2 separate regions of the Rattus norvegicus genome follow, and region 2 is linked to region 1. Evidence: chromatin contacts called from public Hi-C data. All regions are on one chromosome and are shown on one strand. Each heading gives the region's core, a stretch centred on a gene start, on an enhancer-like site or on the middle of the called end of the contact. The rest is flanking DNA. Distances are from core to core; before and after follow the strand shown.

What was found. A called contact is a pair of places that touch in the nucleus more often than the background predicts.
Region 2: a contact with region 1 is called in a Hi-C map of the A7r5 cell line, with 8 times the contacts expected there. The contact joins the enhancer-like site here to the promoter of App in region 1. A contact is called at or near these places in 8 of 12 Hi-C or Micro-C datasets (the A7r5 cell line, the Rat2 cell line, Schwann cells and 5 more) and 1 of 1 datasets of contacts at active chromatin or transcription factors (oligodendrocytes).

Annotation. Positions count from the first base shown.
Region 1 is chr11:37,720,435-37,725,240 of GRCr8, forward strand. It overlaps App (amyloid beta precursor protein), which reads right to left and starts at 2,404. Exons shown (of 18, transcript NM_019288.2): 1 at 2,324-2,404. The coding sequence starts at 2,380.
Region 2 is chr11:38,300,854-38,305,659 of GRCr8, forward strand. No RefSeq gene overlaps it. Among named protein-coding and RNA genes, the nearest start is that of Adamts1, 120 kb to the right of the region's middle. Within about 2 kb of position 2,943, at least 35 of the 93 cell types and tissues checked have an H3K27ac peak or open chromatin away from gene starts, as enhancers often do. A contact at or near this core is called in the A7r5 cell line and liver, where this site is marked.

The DNA of each region.
Region 1 (4,806 bases), core at 1,154-3,653:
GCTCTAGGCAAGCCAACAGGACGAGTCCATCGCGGTTTGCTAAATGCTCGCCTCCGTTCGACAAGCTGGGAGAAAAGAAGAGGCCCCCATCGTCATTACCCTCGTCCACATGGATTCTTTTACAGAGCCACCTGCAGCAGACGGATTTTCTGCGATTTACAAAGGGCAGCCAACTCATAATTCTGTGGCTTCAGTGGACACAGAGCTGCAAGGACTGTCAAGCCTCATTAGGGTGAATTACCTTCCAGTGATTCACCAAAGGCACGAATGTAGCGCTCACGTTCACCCTTCAAAGGTGATAAATTCAGGATAATCTCCGAAGGTTTGGCAGAAAAGGGATATACAATCGCACAAGCCAAAACATAAATCCGGTTCATCTTGGCCTACACCCTGACTCTTTTTATACAAGTTTTTTTTTAAATGCTCAAGAAAAGTAAATATTTGAGTTTTGACATGAGTTCCAAAAATTAAAGTTATTCCTTTAATTACTTCGTCGCGTTTTTGTACAGTACGACAATTTGGAAAACCAAATGATTACACAAATAAAACCTGGGTCATTAGAGAAATCAGAATTTCCTTGATTAAATGGCTTTGATAAAATGGAACACTAAATTCTAAAGACTCTTAAAAGACCTGTTTTAACCAGTCTGAGGTGATTTACAGATTGTGAAGCCACTTGTGGGTTAAAAAAAAAATCAGAGGGGGTAAAGTTCAATGACCTTGTAAATTAAGAACTAAAAAATAAATAAATAAAAACCCACACTGGTGTGATAGCTTGTATAGCCCCCAGGAAATTACAGGATAACACTCGCCCGGAAATTGCTTTTTGGGAAAATTACTATGAGGTAGTGCGGAAAGAAGGGGACTATGGGGAAGGGATATTTGCAAATGCTTAGATGGTGAAAAGGGTACAAACGAAGAGAAATAAAACCAGCTGCCACGCAAACAACTTCCAGGCATCTCTGGATAAAAAGGAAAACAAGCCTTTTGCTGAATGCTGGAGAGTTGGATGAATGGAGAAGACTTGTTATACACCTAGTGGTGGGTGGATTTCATAGGCTGCAGCCTCCACACAGCTTTTCTTTGCTGCACTGCAGAGGCGCCATCTTCTCCGTCTTAATCTTCACCCTATTCAATCCTTTTATCTGAACCCCCTTTTTAAAAGGACCCCCGAGAACCCTCCCCAACATCCTGCGCCCCCCAGGGTGACTAAGCTAGAGTTCCCAGAACTGCCCCCTAAGGAGGCCGCACCTTAATCAGACAAACGCCTCCTTTGATGCACTGGAGCCCCAGCCTCGCCACCACCCGGCACTGCCCTTTCCAGACGCACGCCTCACTCTGGGCTCTCTCTCTGTCTCTCTCCCTGCGAGGACTTTGCAGTCCCGCACAGGATTGGCAGTAGGTGGTGGTGGTGCGGGGGTGGGAGACCACGGGGTCCCAGCAGCACCCCCAGGTCCTCGGGGGCAGACGCGCAGCGCGGGGAAAGGAGCCGCGGTGGCGCACAAACTATCACGGCTCCTCCACCGCGCCCTGGACGGTGAGGGCGGGGTGTCGCGGCTTTTGTTCCCGGGGACCTTCTTAGACTCAGGGAGAAACTGGAGGTGCATTGGAGAGTCCGGGACATCCAGGTTGAGGGACGGTGCAGGGTGGCCGCACTCTCCGATCTCTCCCATCACTTGGAACTTACACAAAAGGGAGACACGGAAATGCACAAAGTTTGCAAAAGGAAGGCGGTGCGAGACCCCGCGCCGACTCCGGAGAGGGTCGCTGCGCAGGCAGCCGCCGCCCGCTGCCGCCAGGAGCAAAGCCCAGCTTCGCAGTCAAGACAGGCGGGGGTGGGAAGGGAGAGTGAGCCAGGCGCTCCCCAGCATCCAGAGCTGCCCCCATTCCAACCCAGGACCCTAAGGAAGGGGAAGGGCGGCGATTTCCTCTCAGGGCACTGAATTATGAGACACTGCGCTTTCGGTTTGCCACATGTGTCCCCCTTTCCCCTCGAACTGGGTGTCTCTCGTATCCCAGACACCCGATCTCAAGGCAGGGAGGAGTCAGGGTCTGCATTCAGGCTCGAACCCCCCGTCCTCCGGCTGGCACGGATGTGGGGAGCCCAGAGCCTCACCCGCTCCCTCTTCATCGGTCCGGTAGCGCGTCCCCCGGCAGGGTTGGGCCAGAGACGCCGAAGCGCAGGGCGCCCGCAGGCGGGGGAGGCTAGGAACGGTCTACCAGTGACAGTCCCCCGCATCTCAAGATTCAAGCTCCTTGATGGGGAGGATCGTGTCCTCCGGCTCCCGCCACCCCCGTCTCGTTCCCAAGGCGCGGCACCCACCTCCAGAGCCCGAACCGTCCAGGCGGCCAGCAGGAGCAGTGCCAGGCTGGGCAGCATCGTGATCCTGCGTGGGCCACCGACTGCTCCGTGTGCAAGTGGAAGATCCGCCGCACCCTGACTGTGTCCGCGTCGTCGCCGCCGCCGCCGCCGTCTCCGGTGGCCCCCGCGCTCTCTCTGCTCCTAGTGCTCTCGCCTCCCGCCGCCGAGGAAACTGACAGAGCTGGAGCGCGGCGGCGGGGCTGGCAGCCGGGAGAGTCAGCTGATCCCGCCCACCCGGCTTGCCACCCGAGAGAGACCCCTAGCGGAGCCCCGGGGAGCTGCGCCCGAGCGCAAAGGGAGGCGACAGGGAGCCCACAGGTGCGGCGTCTTGGGCACCAGCTAAGGAACCCGAGCTTCCTCTGGGGTCCAGGAACCAAGGGAGGAATGATCTGGGTCAGGGAGAGGGGTCCGCAGTCGGGGGAAGGTGAACCCTAGGACGTTAAGGTTCCAGGGAAATCGGGAGCGCTCTCGGCTCGTCCCCGCGAGCTTGAGTCATCCGACCCCGCAGGCCTCTCCTGAATGTGGTTGAAGAGCTACTGCTGCGATGCATGCATTTTTATCCGCAGTTCGTTTTCTCTATTTGGAGAGGTGGAGCGAGGCCGAGAACATTAGCAAAAGAAACAGGATATTTTTTTTTTTATTTTTTGGTAGGAGGACACCCAGCACCCTACTGTAACCTGGAATTTTTGTCGTTAGAATGCACCAAAGAAGGGCACAGGATGCAGGATGACCCATTTTTCTCTGTTTGAGGTTGGGGATGGGAGGTGGTTTTCGTTTTTTGTTTTCCTATTGTTATTGCATGTGTGCTTGCTTTGGGTAATTTCAGAGAAAGGATTGAAGGAGGCAGGGAGGTAAAATGTAACATGGAGGAGAGATCAAAGTTAAGTCCGAAAAGATACTGAGTGATGGCTCATCTTCGGCCTCTGTCACCAAGGACTTCTTCCTGGAACGCTGCTCTCGATCCTTTTTGGATCTGCTCTAAACCAGAGAGATGAGTCTTCATAAAGCCGTTTTCTCCTAGATTACACACAAACTTCCCAGTGTTAGAATCGCCTAAAACCATCCAGATGTGCTCCCAATCACAGCTACCTCCTGACATAACGTGGCTTCAGACTCCAAGCTCTGGGCCCTCCCTAGGCTAGCAGAGGGAGACAGGGGATAATACTAGGTGCATTTCTGGTTTGTAAGGCCACAACCTTTTCCTTCACCTGATGTGCTTGCTAGTTCGTTCTTTTAATAACTTGGCATGTGCTCTGGTCATCTGGGAAGGGAGGGATCTGAACTGAGAAAAATGCCTCCATTAGATTGACATGCTTGCAAATCTGTGGGGACATACTCTTGATTATTAATTGGTGTGGGAGACCAGCCCTGAGCAGGTGGTCGTGGCTTGTGTAAGGAAGCAGGCTGAACAAGCCAGGAGGGACAAACCAGTACACAGCTTCTGCCATGGCTACTGCCTCAGCTCCTGCTACAGGTTCCTGCCTTGAGTTCTTGCTCTGACTTCTGCTCCCAGTAGACTGTGATCAGAATGTGTGAGGTTAATAAACCCTGTCCTCAAGTTGCTTTGGGTCCTGATTTTCTTTGTTTAACTCTGCAATAGAAAGCAAGCTAGAAGACCTGCTCTTTCAGAGAGAGAGTAGAGACAGAGAGAGAGAGAGAGAGAAAGGGGGAGAGAGAGAGAGAGAGAGAGAGAGAGAGAGAGAGAGAGAGAGAGAGAGAGAGAGAGAGGAATCCCTGCAAGTGTGGTGGTAGGACTTGTCTCCACCCCTTCCTTTCAGAGAAGTCAGCACTGATCTACCAGCTTGCCTACAGACCATCTGTCTAACTCTGCAAATACCTTTTAGTATTTGTCCTGCATGTCTGTCCTTTGAGTGTCCTCAACAAATAACACATTTTTGCTCTGTGAAAATATTTGCTTTTCTTGTTTATGGCATTCATTTACTACAAAAGCCAAGCAAAGGATAGGGAGGTAGCTCAGTCAATAAAGTACTTATTATCCAAACACAAGGGCCTGAGAACAATCCCTGGAAGCTACATGAGTGTGTCAGCCATGCTAGCGCCTGCTTAGGAGGTACAGAAAGACAGACTTGGGAAAGGCAAGCCAGGAAAGAGATCCTGCTTCAAAAAAAATGGACAGCATCAGCATCTGAAGAACATCATATAAGGAAGACTTCCAGCAGGTGCGCGCGTGTGTGAGCGCGCACACACACACATACACAAATGCACACACACAGGCACATGCACACACACACATGCATGTGCACATGCACACATAGACATAGACACATATACATATGTGCATACACACATACACTTATAGATACACATATACATATACACTTACAGACACACACAGACATACACATATACACATACAGACTGACACATACCAACAGATATACACACATAGACACACATACACTTAGACACACAGACACACAGAC
Region 2 (4,806 bases), core at 1,693-4,192, 580 kb after region 1:
TTTAACTGATATAGTGATGGACTGGGTATTGAGTATATCATATGCTTTATAAATTGTAGAATGGTAATAATTGTACTCAATTTATATATAAGTGAAAAGGCTTTTTAATTGGACAAAAAGGGCAAAATGTTGTGGTTTGCCCTGGAGTTATCTGTATTTTGATGCTAATTCCACTGCCCCAAGGACAGCAGCCTAGTCTCATACTCAGGAATCACGTGACTTCACCAGAAACTTCTCCCCATTGAATTTGTAAAATACAGGTGAGGGGCAGGTACAGAATAGAAGGAGGCCTGTCGTGGGAGGAGAAGGAAAGATGGGTGGGAGAGAAGTTTGAAGGAAGAGGAGGAGACTGGAACAGAGAAGAGGAGGAGGAGGAGGAGGAGGAGGAGGAGGAGGAGGAGGAGGTGGAGGAGGAGGTGGTGGAGGAGAGAGAGAGAGAAAGAGAGAGAGAGAGAGAGAGAGAGAGAGAGAGAGAGACCATGGCAGGACAATGGAGGCTGATGTAAAGATCTCGCTCTGTGTATTTACAGGTTGTTATCAATGTTCTTAAGGGATGGATGGTACCAGACTCTGTATGTTTAAGTGGGCAATTATATCTTACCAATTGGCTCAAAAAAAATCTCAGCCTCTTCAGTCTGCTGATTTTATAGAGCCCATGTCCAGGAGAAGACCCCACTCTTCCCGTTACGAGTGGAGGTAGAGCTGGTACCAGCTTGGGACTGATGTTGGCTGCTATTTCTGGAGCTCTCACCTAGGCTTGTTTCTCTTTGCTTCAGCTCCTTCCTTTGCTTTTTATACTGCCATTTCTCACTCTCTCGTTCTTACCACGTCAGCTCTTATCTATCTGCTATATAACCCCCACAGAAAACCCAATTTGCTGCCTTCTTCATAAACGATATTGATGTTTCATAGGAAGCTGTAACTAAGATGGTAAATAAAATAAATCTATTTCTCCATTTTGATGATAGAGAGCTCTACACACTTGCCTGCTATTCTGATACAAATATTACACTCTTAAACTCGTTTCATGTGTCTTTTAAAAAGTAACCTCATCCAGGAATATTAAGTAAAATGAACCATATAAAAAGGCTTAAGTTCTCAATATTGTAAGGATTGTTATTGTCAGGGAAGGGAAAGGCAGTAACTGAGGTGAGATGATAAGAAAAAATCGAGTGGATTTCATATATGTCTGTTGTTTGATTTGTATTTATAGAATTATTCTGATATTTAGTGTGTACATGCATTCTCACCTTTTCTCTCTCTTTCTCCTGTGTGTGTGTGTGTGTGTGTGTGTGTGTGTGTGTGTGTGTGTGTGTGTGTGTGTGGTGTGTGCATGTCTGTGGGGAAACTGGAGAAGACAGATTTATTCCTTACTTAGTGAAGAGTTCTTGGCTAGACTATGTCTTGTAGGCTTCTTGGCGGACAAGCATGGGGTGACTGTGGGGATAACTGTCTGGGTCTGTGTGTCTCCGAGACATCATTAGAGAAGGAAGTCAGTAAAGTGGTACTAAATCACTTTGAGAATTGACATAATGCCTTGTCACAAAACTCTGAATTTTGAAAGATTCTTCCTCTGTCTTAGATTCTTCTTAGCCAAACAGCTAGGATGTTGGAAGGGTGGTGAGCTTTGGTCTCTATGGAGATAAACTGATATCTGTTCCTTTGTCCCTAAGAAAGTGACCTTCTTTGGAAATAGGGTATTCACGTATGCAATCACGTGATGACCAGGGGACTATATATACTTAATTTTGGTGATCTTTACAAAAGGGAAGACCACTTAAAAATAGGAACACTAATAGAATGTTATCCAGCCCACAGGCATGGCAGGGAAGATGCAGCAGCCAAAGGACAGGGGTGACAGCGCCACCAGGGCTGGGAGAAGCCAGGCAGCAAAGCGATTGGGATTCTGTAGACATTTTGATTTTTCACTGTGTTTTGGGGCTCCATTTGGTGCTTTAAGTCACTGCATTTATGGTGTTTCCTTGGTGCAACCCTAAAAAGAATAAATGAGAGAGCTGAAATCAAACATGAAAATGAGCAAAATACTCTCGCTTGTGTGTTCATGTTTCCACTGTTCTCCTAGGGTTGAGAAGGGAATTTCTCTCAAGGAGCCAAAACCTGGAGACTGACTATGCAAAGCTTTACGGCCCGTCAAAGCTCCATCAGGGATCTCTGAGCAAATGATGCCATTATTACATAATTTTTAAAGCTACGAAAGATGAGTGCATTAAAGACCCACGTCTTCCCACTATTCCTCTCTGTGTGATTACGATACCGGAAAGAAGGTGGTATTGGTGATAAAGTAGGCTGTTTGTTCTACAGAGTTCTTGTGGAAAACACTTGTAAACTGCACATTTTTGGCTCACAAACTGTCATGTTAGATGCCTATGATTCCACCTACTACCCAGGGAATGGCTATCTGTTTTACCAGACACAGGATTTGGGTGAGATGGAGGTTAGCACTTCTGGGGATAACTTAGGAACCAGTGCTACAAAGATCTGATATAGTTGTCAACACTAGGTGGCATCAAAGAGCCTGCACTTGTCCTGGTTTTTCAGAGCTTGGCAGGTCCTCGCTGAGTTTAATGAGCTCTTCCTCACTTGCTTTTCTTTTGCCTCCCCCTCACTGCGAAGCAGATCCTTTGTGGTCCGATGCCCTACTTAGCTGTAGATAAAGGCTGTCGATCCCCAGAGAATCACGATTCTCCTGAAGTGCAAGATGGCGGCAGAGATCTCTGAGTGCCGTTTGGGAGCTGGGAAGGAGACTTCCTTTCTTCAATGGGCTTTTTGAGAAGGGTTACTCCGCACTTTCCTTGACCCTTCTTGCAAAGCCTGTTGAAGTTGAAATATGCTCTTCCTAGGACGTTCTTGATAGTAATAGTGGTTAGATTTCACCGGGAGCTACTCAATATGATTGGCTGCAACTTGTAAAATGTGGTCCCTGGAGCCAGTGCTCTCCCTGTGTTCCCGGGACTCGGAACCCTGTTTGAGGTTATTAAGGTCTCTCTGTAACTGAGCGCCGACCCACATTATCAACGCTGATGTTACTTTTCGTGGAAACAGACATTTCTTCCTAATCATCTCTCCTCATGTGTGGGAGACTAGGTCAGCCGGTACTTACTGCTTTGAGACTTCTCAGCATAAATTATAATTTGTTTTCATGTAATCAACATCCGTACAGGTCAAACGTAGACCTTTTTATAAACCTTTGGTTGGGAAATGGTTTTCCGGTTTGTGTAAACTGCAATGTAAAGACATCATTTAAGCAAATGGAGTCTCGAGGCTGAGTTTGAGTTTTAAAAAATTGTGAAAACATGGAGACATATAAATTCTGTTTCTGAGCAGTCAAGTCGAGTGCAATAGAAAATCTAGACTTCCTGTTTCATTTGCAGCTGCTGCGTCGTACACGTCAGTCTATTTCCAAATGTAGGCTTACATAAACCTTTTGTTTGGTGCATTATACAGCCTAGGATCAGAGTTTGGCCATAAGGTTGTTTTTTAAATGCAATTCGTGTTTTTAAAAAGTTACACCCAAGTAGTCTTTGGTTGATTTTACTTAAAATTAGGATTTTTAGAGACATATTCTCTTATATTTCATCCTTTCTCAAACAGTAAAAATGTTCGAGTAAAAATAAAATATTAGTTTTAGAGGCAGCTGATCGTGGGTTAAAAGTGCCATCTAGTGGTTGAATAAGGAAGTTCATTTAACTCCTAATGGGAGTGTAAATTTATCTTTTTTGCTTCCATATTAGAAAACAGTGCAGTTAACAGTTGGTGCAGTTATCCATCATCTGGATATGGCTTCACCAAGACAGCATACTATAGGGTGTGACGGAGCTGTACTTTGGACTATGGTGGAGTCAGGAAGTGGTGGGGGACCATCTGGTTAAATAAAACAAAGTAGATGGAGAAGAGACGGGAGGCCAAAGGAGTTTCCTGTTGCTCATAAACTTTTCTTGAGGTTTTTTACTTACACACCTAATTAATACATTAAAACCAACTCCTGTGCAAGTAGGAAGCAAAGTAGATCTCTCCCTCTGTCTTTCTGTCTCTCTGTTTCTGTGTATCTCTGTCTGTGTCTGTCCCTTTGTGTGTGTCTGTCTTTCTCACCTCCCCTCAACCCCCACCCTCTGTGTGTGTGTGTGTGTGTGTGTGTGTGTGTGTGTGCATGTGCTTGAATACAGGAAAATAACTCATTTAACTGTTTCCTCAGAGGCTCCTTCTTCATGATCACTTGCGATGGCAAACACAGGAAGAAAGGAGGCTCCTCAACTCCTCAGGAAAGCTCCTTAGCCACTGGCGAAGGGCAATGAATGAACTGATGGCACAATTTCAATCTTACCCATTTTTCTTGAACTCACAGTCATGGGAGTCTGCTAGGGCTCTTCCAGCAGGCTTCCCCTTACTTCCCTTCTTTCTCTCTCTCTCTCTCTCTCTCTCTCTCTCTCTCTCTCTCTCAGAACAGGCCACCTCTGTGTCCTTCTCCCTCTCTGAGGACATGCCACTCGCTGTATGACCTGCAGACATAAAACTCAGAATCACATTCAATTTTGGGCAATGTTTGTGCTAAAGTGATTCCTGTTTCCATTTCCCACTCTATTGCTCTGTGACAAAAACAACTCAAGGTTGAGGTGTGCGGGTCCTTAGCATCTGTGTGTTGAACCCTTAAGAATGAGGCTTTGTGGGAAGACTTTGGATTCTCCATCACCACTCCTATGAAGGCCCGGGGATTGCTGCTGGGAATCTCTGTCTTTGCAAAGACTGTACTGAGGCCAGTTTAAGATACAGAGTACAGGAAGGTAAAGA